Linked DNA regions of Mus musculus: all the other regions are linked to region 1. Evidence: chromatin contacts called from public HiCAR-type and HiChIP or PLAC-seq data. All regions are on one chromosome and are shown on one strand. The core of a region is the stretch at or near the end of the contact, and the rest is flanking DNA. Distances in the headings are between cores, read along the strand shown. Region 1 holds the start of Arl5b (ADP-ribosylation factor-like 5B). Region 2 overlaps Plxdc2 (plexin domain containing 2). Region 3 overlaps Plxdc2 (plexin domain containing 2).

Region 1 (3,034 bases), core at 278-2,777:
GACTGCCCTTTTCATCTCCCCAGCCCCATTCCAGTCTGAATACGGAATCCTCTAATGAACAGGGATAGCAGCAATAACCTACTATAAAGGGAGAACCAACACTCTGATCATTTTTATTGCTAAGGTGTGTGTGTGGGGGGGGGGGGGTTGATAAAAGGTAATATTGCGTAATTCATTTTTATTTACACAAATTTAATTGTGTAATCAATATATATTTAATTATATGTTGAAATTGTTCTTGACATAGTACTTTTACAATCATTAGAAAATGTTAAGTTGCTGAAAAATAGTGCATGACATTACTGAGAAACATCGCCGGGAGCTTCAGTTTGGACACTCCAAAGTCACTTAAAAGGGAGTATTTATCTGTGGTACTTGCATACACACACATGTGCCAGTGTGCTTGCATGTATTCATAAGCTTGAAAGGGGCTTTTTAAAAATCAGCGTTCAGAACAAGTGAATTAATGCCATTCAAAATGATTTCACGGTTTAAATCCACAAAACAAAGGACCTTAATAATGGCAAAGACTTGGTACCTTCATAAAAACAAAAGTAGTTTATAAATCATGCCCTACAAAATGAAACAAATGGGAACAAAATTTGGTCTTAATACTCAGAAACCATTCTGTTACAAGAAAGACGAAGACTTTATCATTGGACCCCTTTCTGTCTAGTAGTGACTCTTCTCAAGACAGCATTGCTTATTCTGCCTCGGAACAGGTTTTACAACTTCTAGGTAATTCATGACCTGTTCTAGAATAATTACGGCCACGTAACATCTTACACATAACCGAGAGCATTTAGATTTTTTTTTTCACGCCTACGGGGAGGAGGGGAAGCTGTGTGTATGTGTAAAAATTTCAGAAACCCGTGCACCTGAATACTCACTCATTCTAAGTCTTGACGAACAGAAATCAGAGCCAAGTCAGACAACGTGAAGGTGCATTGGCATAGACAAGAGGAAGGTAAACAGTGCAAAACTCCTGTTTCGTGTTAAACAAACGGAAAGTTTTGGGTTCTCGGGGAGACACTTTCTTGGGGCTAATCAGACCTAAAAGATGGTTCGCTGAGACCGGAAAGGCCCGCAAACAGATTGCAGGAATATGTTTTCACCTTGGTTGGCTAAAAGCTGCACACGCGTGGGATTCCTGGCCATCGGGTGCGTCCCCTGCCCGGGCTCCGGGTCCCCAGATCCGAGTTCTACCCCGAACCCTATCCAGATCTCAATCTGGACTTGCCAGCGCCGCGTCCACCCTCCCGCCGGCCTCACCTTGGTTACAAAAAAGGCTCCACAGTTTAGCGAAGATCAGCCCCATCATGAGCCCCGGACGGGACAGACTTCCTGGGCAGCACTCGGCGGCAGGTGCCGCGGCGCCCGCGGTGGAACCGAGGGGAAGCCGATCCGGAGCCGCGGAGCCTCAAGAGTCCAGCGAAGCTTTGGTCCTCCGCGGAGCCGGGAACCGCCGCAGACTCCTTTGTTCGCAGCGCGCTGAGCCCAGCCCCGACCCGTAGTCGCTCGGTCTGCGCCCACCTACCCTGCACAGCCTGGGCTGGCCACGAGCCCCGCCCCCGCCCCGCCTCCCCACCTACGCCCGGGACCACCCATCGCCGGAAGGTCGGCACGTGACGTCGGCGCGCTGACGTCAGCGGGCGCCTGGGACGTGGCGGGTCCTCCCTGTACACTTCCGGTGTGCGGATGGTGGGCGGGCTTGGCGTCTGCGGAGGCGGGGTGTGGCCGATCTGGGGATTTCCTCGGCGCGCGCTCCCTCTCCTGCCACTCTGAAGAAACGCGGACTGAGGTCCAGAGCAGCGGTCATCCCCGAGGCCTGGCCACCGCGTCCCTCGCTGCTGACCGCCTGAGGAACCTCAGCTGGCGCGGTCCTCTGACTGAAGCGGAGGAGTGGGTTTCCGTTCCTGTCCCAGTGTTGGGATTCTAGCGTGATTCTTAATTCTGAATGGAATTGATAGGGACGTGCGTGCTGGAATGCCTGTAGCCAGGGTCCAGTTAAGTTTCTAAAATCAAAGTGCCATCAGTTTGGCCAAGCGTTAGGTGTGGTAGTTAATCTCAAAATCCTTACCAGTTGAAACTGGAAACTTCATAGGCCAGACTAGTCCTTGAGGCCACCTGGCGGGCCCCACATAACCAGAGAAGAAGCCTGCCAGCCTGACCTTGTAACAAGGTAAACTGTCCCATGACCTATTCCAAATAAAACAAATGAGTATAGCTTAAGATGCCCTGCTAGTGGCCGGGCGTGGTGGCGCACACCTTTAATCCCAGCACTCGGGAGGCAGAAGCACGCGGATTTCTTGAATTCAAGGCCAGCCTGTTCTACAGAGTGAGTTCCAGGACAGCCAGGGCTACACAGAGAAACCCTGTCTCGAAAAACAAAACAAACAAAAAAAAGATGCCCTGCTAGTGCTACACTTCAAAGGACAGTGAAGACTTGAAAACTCGGGTACAAGATCACAACAACTTCTTGATACTAAACCATAGCTCCAGCCTCTCCTACAGAGGAAAAGTTGTACTGATCCTGTTCAAACATAGCTTTAATGATCATCCGTTGGACTACAAATTTGAATGAGTTTGTGGTTGCGCAAACTTATCATTTCTACTTTTGGCCTCATTATTAAAAAGCCGACTTAAGATTCTCTAACGCCCTTTTCAGGTTAGAATTTAGAAATTTGAAAGTTTTGCTAACCTGAAGGAAAAGAAACTTACTCTGACTGAAACAAATGATAGATGCTCACAAATACAGTTGAATATTGCCTAAACTAATAAATGCTGATGCATGTACTGATGTTAGGAAAAAATGGAACTTGTTTATACTGTACATGTGTATTGACTATATATGTATGTATATATATAATACATTATATATACATATATATGTAATGCTTGTCAGAAATGTAATGAAAATAGAAAAATCTGAGCATAAGCGTCTTAAATGTAGCTCAAAAACTAAATACTTTTTCTTTAAATATCCCTTTAAGGTTTTGTTGAGACTAATTTCAGTGTTGCCTTTGGTATACAA
Region 2 (3,034 bases), core at 365-2,864, 1.4 Mb before region 1:
AAAACAGATAATAGAATCTTATCTGTGCCATTAAATGAAATTATTCTATTTGATATACACAAATAATAATTATGCCAAGCCCTCAGGATAGCATAGCTACAAAGAAACAGTATATAAATTCTTTGATACTTTTATGCTTCTACAACTCTGCCAAAAACACTGAGTTGCAGATAGATGCATTAATGTTTTGACAAAATCATCTAGGCAGGGCTGGAGAAGTCACACGGAAGTCAATAGCACCTTTTATTTTTTTCTAGAGAACCAATGTTCAATTCCCTGCACCCACATGATGGATCAAAACCAGCTGTAAAATCATTCCTGGGGTATCTGGTGCCCTCTGCTGGCCTCCATGGGAATTGCATGTGCATAATGTGCTGACATACAGGCAGGTAAAACCACCCCGAAATAGGATAAAATGAATTTTTTTGTTTTGTCTTTTTGTTTGTTTGTTTGTTTGTTTTCCGAGATAGGGTTTCTCTGTATAGCCCTGGCTATCCTGGAACTCACTTTGTAGACCAGGTTGGCCTCGAACTCAGAAATCCACCTGCCTCTGCCTCCCAAGTGCTGGGATTAAAGGCATGCGCCACCACTGCCCGGCGGATAAAATGAATATTAAAATAGCTTAGATAGACATTATCCTGTGTAAGACTTTTCTGATAGTGCATCTAAGAGGATTTCTTAGTCTTATATGATATTTGGGGGTAGACTCTTACTGAGAGTAATCAGCTCAGAAATACATAAATCATGGTCCTCCGCAGCAGAGCTAGTGCTCAACAGCACGCTTTCTTCTGACTACTGACAATCTGCAGCTTCCTGCTCTTAAACAAGAAAAGACTGAACAACTTAGAAAACAACTCAAGGGATTTTCCATACATAAGCCAGAGCATTTGGGATAAGTTGAGAATAAACAATATAGACAGACACAAGATTTCCTTTGAAACCCTGCCTGCCTCAAAAACAAAAGAGTTGAGAAGAGCTTTGCGCTGGAGAGGCTGAAGTCCAGTTGTTTTTTTCAAGCCTCAAGTATGTGAAACACTATGTCTGTTAATAAGGAAATGGTTCCATGAGTCAAGGTCTGAGCTCTCATGGCCTTGAAGCCAGGCCAAGCTGGGAAATTCTGGCACTTTGGATCAACTTTAGGAGCTTTAAAAACATGTTTTAGTTTTTGAATCACTGAGCTGTATTTTATTACAAAATCCCTAAGCGAGGGAGGTACATGCTCAGACATCCCTGAGCAAGGCGCCAATTGTTTACTCTCTGTTCTTGAATGTGTCCATCCAACAAAATTAAGACATCAAGTCCATGTGGTATGATCCATTCAAAACTTTATTAGCAGAAAACACAAACACTGTCGGTCACAAGAGGGGCCGCCTCCGACCACTTCTTCACAGGTGGAGTCCAGGAAGCTCAAATCTAATTGAATGAGGGCTCACAAAGGGAGTTTGCTTCTAATAAACCTTCCCCCTCAGATCCCCAGCACCAGGGCTTGAACAAACAGCAAGTAAATAAAACTATCACTGAAGTGTGTCTAATTGCCTCTATCCCAACACATACATAACTCCGCCCTACTGGAACAGCCCCATAAAGGATAAGTTATGACAAGCTTTTAAACACACTGGCAAACTGTCCCTCAATTCACAGTGAGGCAGCATTAGTTTAGCTCCAGGGACTCTGCTAGCCTGCAGAGTGTCTTTGTGTAAATTAGAATCAGATGTCCTCTGGGTGGGATTTTTACATGCATTGTTGGGACTGCTCCTAGGGCACTGTGCTTGGCACATGGAATGCTGACTGGATTTTAGCTTCTTTCCTTCATTGGCTAGCTGCAGCTTTTTACTGGAAATAGCCCACATTGGCAGTCCTGAGCCAATTCCACTGAAGCTTTTAATGATGGAACACAATCTTAAGAAAAAAAAAAAATCCTTAAGAAGAATGGAGACTCCAAAGAAAGAAAATATAGCTAACAGTGAAGTCCAATGGCAGTGCTTGGTTTTGTGACAAAGCACATCAGACCAGACACTCTGTGAAAGGAAGGGACATCTTTTGTAAATTCTTTTCAGATATATAAATCTAAACCTTCATGTTCCAGAAGAAGAGAGGGACTCATTTTTTAATGATGAGGAAGGTGGCCAACAGAGTAGAAACTGACCTTCTGAACTATATAACTATTCATAGTCTATACTTTGTTAAATGTTCCATTAGTATCTTATGATCATTTTTTTCTATGACATTTAATAATATAATTTTCACAAAGTATCACATCTGAAATTATATTTTTCAATGAATGTCAAAATGTAGACCTCATACATATGTAAGTAAGGCAAATATTCACTGCAATGAAAATAAAAATTAATACATGAGAGTTAGCTACTTTGAACCATTAAGCACTAAAATCTTGTGTTCTAGAAGAGATTTCAAAGGTCAGAACATAGTCCAATGCCTGCAGGGACTTGGAAAATGCCATTAATAAGCATAGAGTGCCATTTGTAAGGAAACCAAGATACTAGCCAGCCATGGATAACCACTGAAGTTAGGCCTCAGTGTCGGTAAAGAATGAAAGTAGAGACAAGAAGAAATGTTGTCTTATTTGAAAGTAAGGATGTTAGGAACTAGGATGAAGCCCACAGCAACGAGATAGCAATGCCAACACTAGTGTGCACTTGAAGTATATGGAGATGCTATAAGATGTGTTTGAATGTCGCTGTGTGTAAAGAGGTCATACATTAATCCCAAGAGTATCTGAAATTACTGCGTGTAAGAAACCTCTGACTTCAAACAAGGCCTTTCTAGTATTAGGATGGAGCTGACGTGCCTTTATTTAGCATTCTTAAGACTACTGCGGCACTCACCCCAGGAGTATGTTATTTAGAATGGCATTCTTGAGCGTTTTAATATGCAGTAACCATACTTCAAGTTTCAATACTGACAGGAAGGAGAGAAAGACAAAACAACCAAGTCTTATGATGCAAAACCAGTATAATCAGACTCAGGTATATATCAAACAGATGACATGTGAAACCTATCATCCTTTAAAAAT
Region 3 (3,034 bases), core at 165-2,664, 1.4 Mb before region 1:
ACAAACAAGCAAATATGTACTAAAAAAATAAAAGTATATTAAAATATAATTGGGTGAGAGTAATGTTATTAATAAGATAACATGGAACATGCTCTAGTGTGGCTAAAATGTCATTTGCAAATGTTGATGGGTGTGACATAACCTTCCCCTAATAAATAAATATTTTAAGGAACCAATCACTAAGCGAGTAGGTGGGACTTCTAGGTCAGAGAGAGGAAGAGGGGAGGCAGGGGAAATATACTTCCTTTTGGACAAGAGAGACCATGGAGACACAATGTAGGTAGTGAGAGGCCTCTGGTTTAGGTGGTAGATCTGCTGGAATCCACCACTGGAGGATTTATAACTTAAAATAGATTACAAAATTAGGATGCTAATTTCTGCACCCAGCAATTGTGTTGCCTATTGATTCTAAACTAAGATTGTATGGTGTTTTCCTTCATGCAGTGACTCAGCTGGGTACTAGGACACGCCTGCCACTGTATTTGAATTTGGAAGTATGGGACATGCATGACAGGGGCCCACCATGGGAACTTCAAAAGATGGGTGGAGAGATTTCAGAGTTCTGAGTCAGAGAGTCTGCACGCTGAGAACAGTTTGGTCTGTCTGTTGGTGCCATGCCAGAGATAGCATGGATTGCTTCTTAAATACTTCATACAATAGATGTGTTATTAGAAACGATATATTTCAAAACTAAATTGTATAGGATGTTGAAGAATGTGGAGGTATTTTGTAGGTCTTTTTACTCCTTACTGTTTTCTGGGATTCCCAAGGGCCAAAATGTTGCAGAGTAAATATTAAGTATATAGAGAAAAGACTTTAAAACATATAACCAAAGAGCCTTTCATTTAGTTCATTCATTCCAGTGAGAGGACAGGACCATTGGAGCACACAAAGCTGTTTGCTTGTTTGTTTGTTTGTTTGTTTGTTTGTGGCAATTTGGACAGTGAAGCCCAGCCCAGTGTACTCCTCTGAATTAAGAAGGGGCGACTCTTAAGATTAAAAAACTGGCTAAATTTTCACAATCTGTATGTTGAATGCTTTGCTTAGGACAAAGTAAAAATAGTTTACCCTAAAATGTGACCATTGAAGTGTCTTACTAGCAAGAATGTGCCCAGAGGCGGGTTCTTGGTGCAAGTTTGTTAGGAGCACAGGTCTCCACAGCTGTCTCACCTTTCAGGGGTTTTACATATACCAACTTCTCTTGCTGTTCCTCTTCACTGTGTCTGGGCAGAAAACGGTACTCAGAGACAATCTACAAACAGTAAGATCCTAGTCATCAATAATCAGCCAGGGTTCAAACTTATTAAGTAAAAATACCCAAAAGCCAACAAGCAGTTAAGTTTTAAACCACATGCTCTTCCAGTAGCATGAAAAATGTCATGTTGTCTCACTTTAGCTTGCCCAGAACATGGGTCATCCCCTCTGCCGTATTCCATAAGGCATGAATCACCAGCCTGTGGTGGTTGAGCCAAGAGTGAGATCATTCATATTACATTCCTAAAGGAAATTGTTAGGATCCTTCCATTTTACTATTAGACATTGTGATGCATCTCCTATTATATCTAACTTACAAGTTGCACTTCACCATGAACATGTATGTCTAGGAAAAACAGAGAATCTGGTAATGTCTACTTTTAAGCACACAACTGGTGGTTTGGAAGTACATATTTTGCACATAAGAAGAGCTACTGTATACCTGCATATAGCAAATCTTATACTATTATAATGCTAGAAGTACACATGATGTTATTTACTCAAAATATTAAAAAGCCTATTCTTATGCTGATAGAGTAGATCAAGTCAAAATTGGGATAGTAAACCCGAGTTTAAAGTGCTATTTTCCACTGTTTTCTAAGTCCATGTTCCAGACAGTAATGTATCTTAACACACAAGAAATAGAAATATAATGAATCATCACAAAAACTTCAAATAAAATAACCTTCTCAGACAGAACAAGCAGAAAATTTCTCTAACTTACACAGTTTTCCCTTTTATTTTAAAGTAATTTCACATTTTTATGAATAATGGTTTCAATTAGTCATAGGGTGACATACTTTATGAATTTTTATATTTGATTCAGACTCATGAAGTATAATTTTATACCTTAGAAGAACAAGAAAAATCAATTGCTACATTTTCTGAACCATGACCAATAAAATATATTTTTCTCTGTTCTCTGTTATCCAATATTTAGCTTACTTATTGTCTTGAACTGAATATTTTAAAAGTCTGATGATCTTTAATATATGAGCTATAGAAATCATCAGACCCTGCTGTATAAAAAGTAAAACAGCCACCCTTTCCTTAGTGAAATAGCAAAAGCATCTAAACAAAGAAGCTGGCTTAACCAGAAGGTTTACTGCTTTAGGTTTCTGTTTCACTAACTCATTGGAACAAAAATGTCAGGTGAGTGTGCAAAAGAGCACGGGGATTTAAAGGGTTGTATTTTGCCTTTGGGGGGCTGCGTGAGGGGAAATTGATGTTTATCTGTAACCTGGGATGCACCTTCTGATGGTCTGCTCCTTGAACCCTCACATATCATCAGTTAGCCGTCCTGGATGTAAACTCCTAAGTAGAAAATGCAAAAATGCCCATGTCATGGAGCAGTCAAGCAAGTGCTTCTGCCCTGGCGCATTAGTGCGCAGCCCTTTCTCAACTCTTCCCAGGGACGGGGATTGTTTTGAACTGAGATCTACACAGATGTCTTTGCCAAATACAGTTTTTGAGAAAGCAAACAAGATAAGAACCCAACATTTATCAAAAGAATGTCTACTCATCAGCAGAGTTTCAAACACAGCAGCACATTTACATCCTTAGCATTTTGAATGCCATGAAAAATTGAACTGGGAGATGAAGACTCAAGTTTGCCAGACATCAATTCATTATGAAGAGTCAAGTAGGAAGAGATGGGTTCATTTTACATCTAGCAGAGCAAAACCACCTTCTGCTTGCCTCAAAAGACACAAAGAGCAGGCTCCCCTCTCCCTGCTTCCTCCCCTGTCCACTTTCCCTCCCAGGTCGCTCCCTCCCCACT

What was found. HiCAR-type assays count read pairs that join an accessible place to other places. HiChIP or PLAC-seq counts read pairs in DNA pulled down with a chosen protein or histone mark.
Region 2: a contact with region 1 is called in a HiCAR-type map of astrocytes, with 4 times the contacts expected there. The contact joins the enhancer-like site here to the promoter of Arl5b in region 1. A contact is called at or near these places in 3 of 39 promoter capture datasets (cranial neural crest, hippocampal neurons and second pharyngeal arch cranial neural crest) and 3 of 115 datasets of contacts at active chromatin or transcription factors (astrocytes, embryonic stem cells and fibro-adipogenic progenitors).
Region 3: a contact with region 1 is called in an H3K27ac HiChIP or PLAC-seq map of embryonic fibroblasts, with 7 times the contacts expected there. The contact joins the enhancer-like site here to the promoter of Arl5b in region 1. A contact is called at or near these places in 3 of 39 promoter capture datasets (cranial neural crest, embryonic stem cells and hippocampal neurons) and 3 of 115 datasets of contacts at active chromatin or transcription factors (astrocytes, embryonic fibroblasts and embryonic stem cells).

The regions. Positions count from the first base shown.
Region 1 is chr2:15,053,813-15,056,846 of GRCm38.p6, reverse strand. Arl5b (ADP-ribosylation factor-like 5B) reads right to left here and starts at 1,527. Exons shown (of 6, transcript NM_029466.5): 1 at 1,273-1,527. The coding sequence starts at 1,318. It also overlaps a transcript of Nsun6 not described here.
Region 2 is chr2:16,449,566-16,452,599 of GRCm38.p6, reverse strand. The region is part of intron 1 of Plxdc2 (plexin domain containing 2); the gene reads right to left. Among named protein-coding and RNA genes, the nearest start is that of Plxdc2, 95 kb to the right of the region's middle. Within about 2 kb of position 1,614, at least 72 of the 459 cell types and tissues checked have an H3K27ac peak or open chromatin away from gene starts, as enhancers often do. A contact at or near this core is called in astrocytes, fibro-adipogenic progenitors and second pharyngeal arch cranial neural crest, where this site is marked.
Region 3 is chr2:16,405,106-16,408,139 of GRCm38.p6, reverse strand. The region is part of intron 1 of Plxdc2 (plexin domain containing 2); the gene reads right to left. Among named protein-coding and RNA genes, the nearest start is that of Plxdc2, 50 kb to the right of the region's middle. Within about 2 kb of position 1,414, at least 39 of the 459 cell types and tissues checked have an H3K27ac peak or open chromatin away from gene starts, as enhancers often do. A contact at or near this core is called in embryonic fibroblasts, where this site is marked.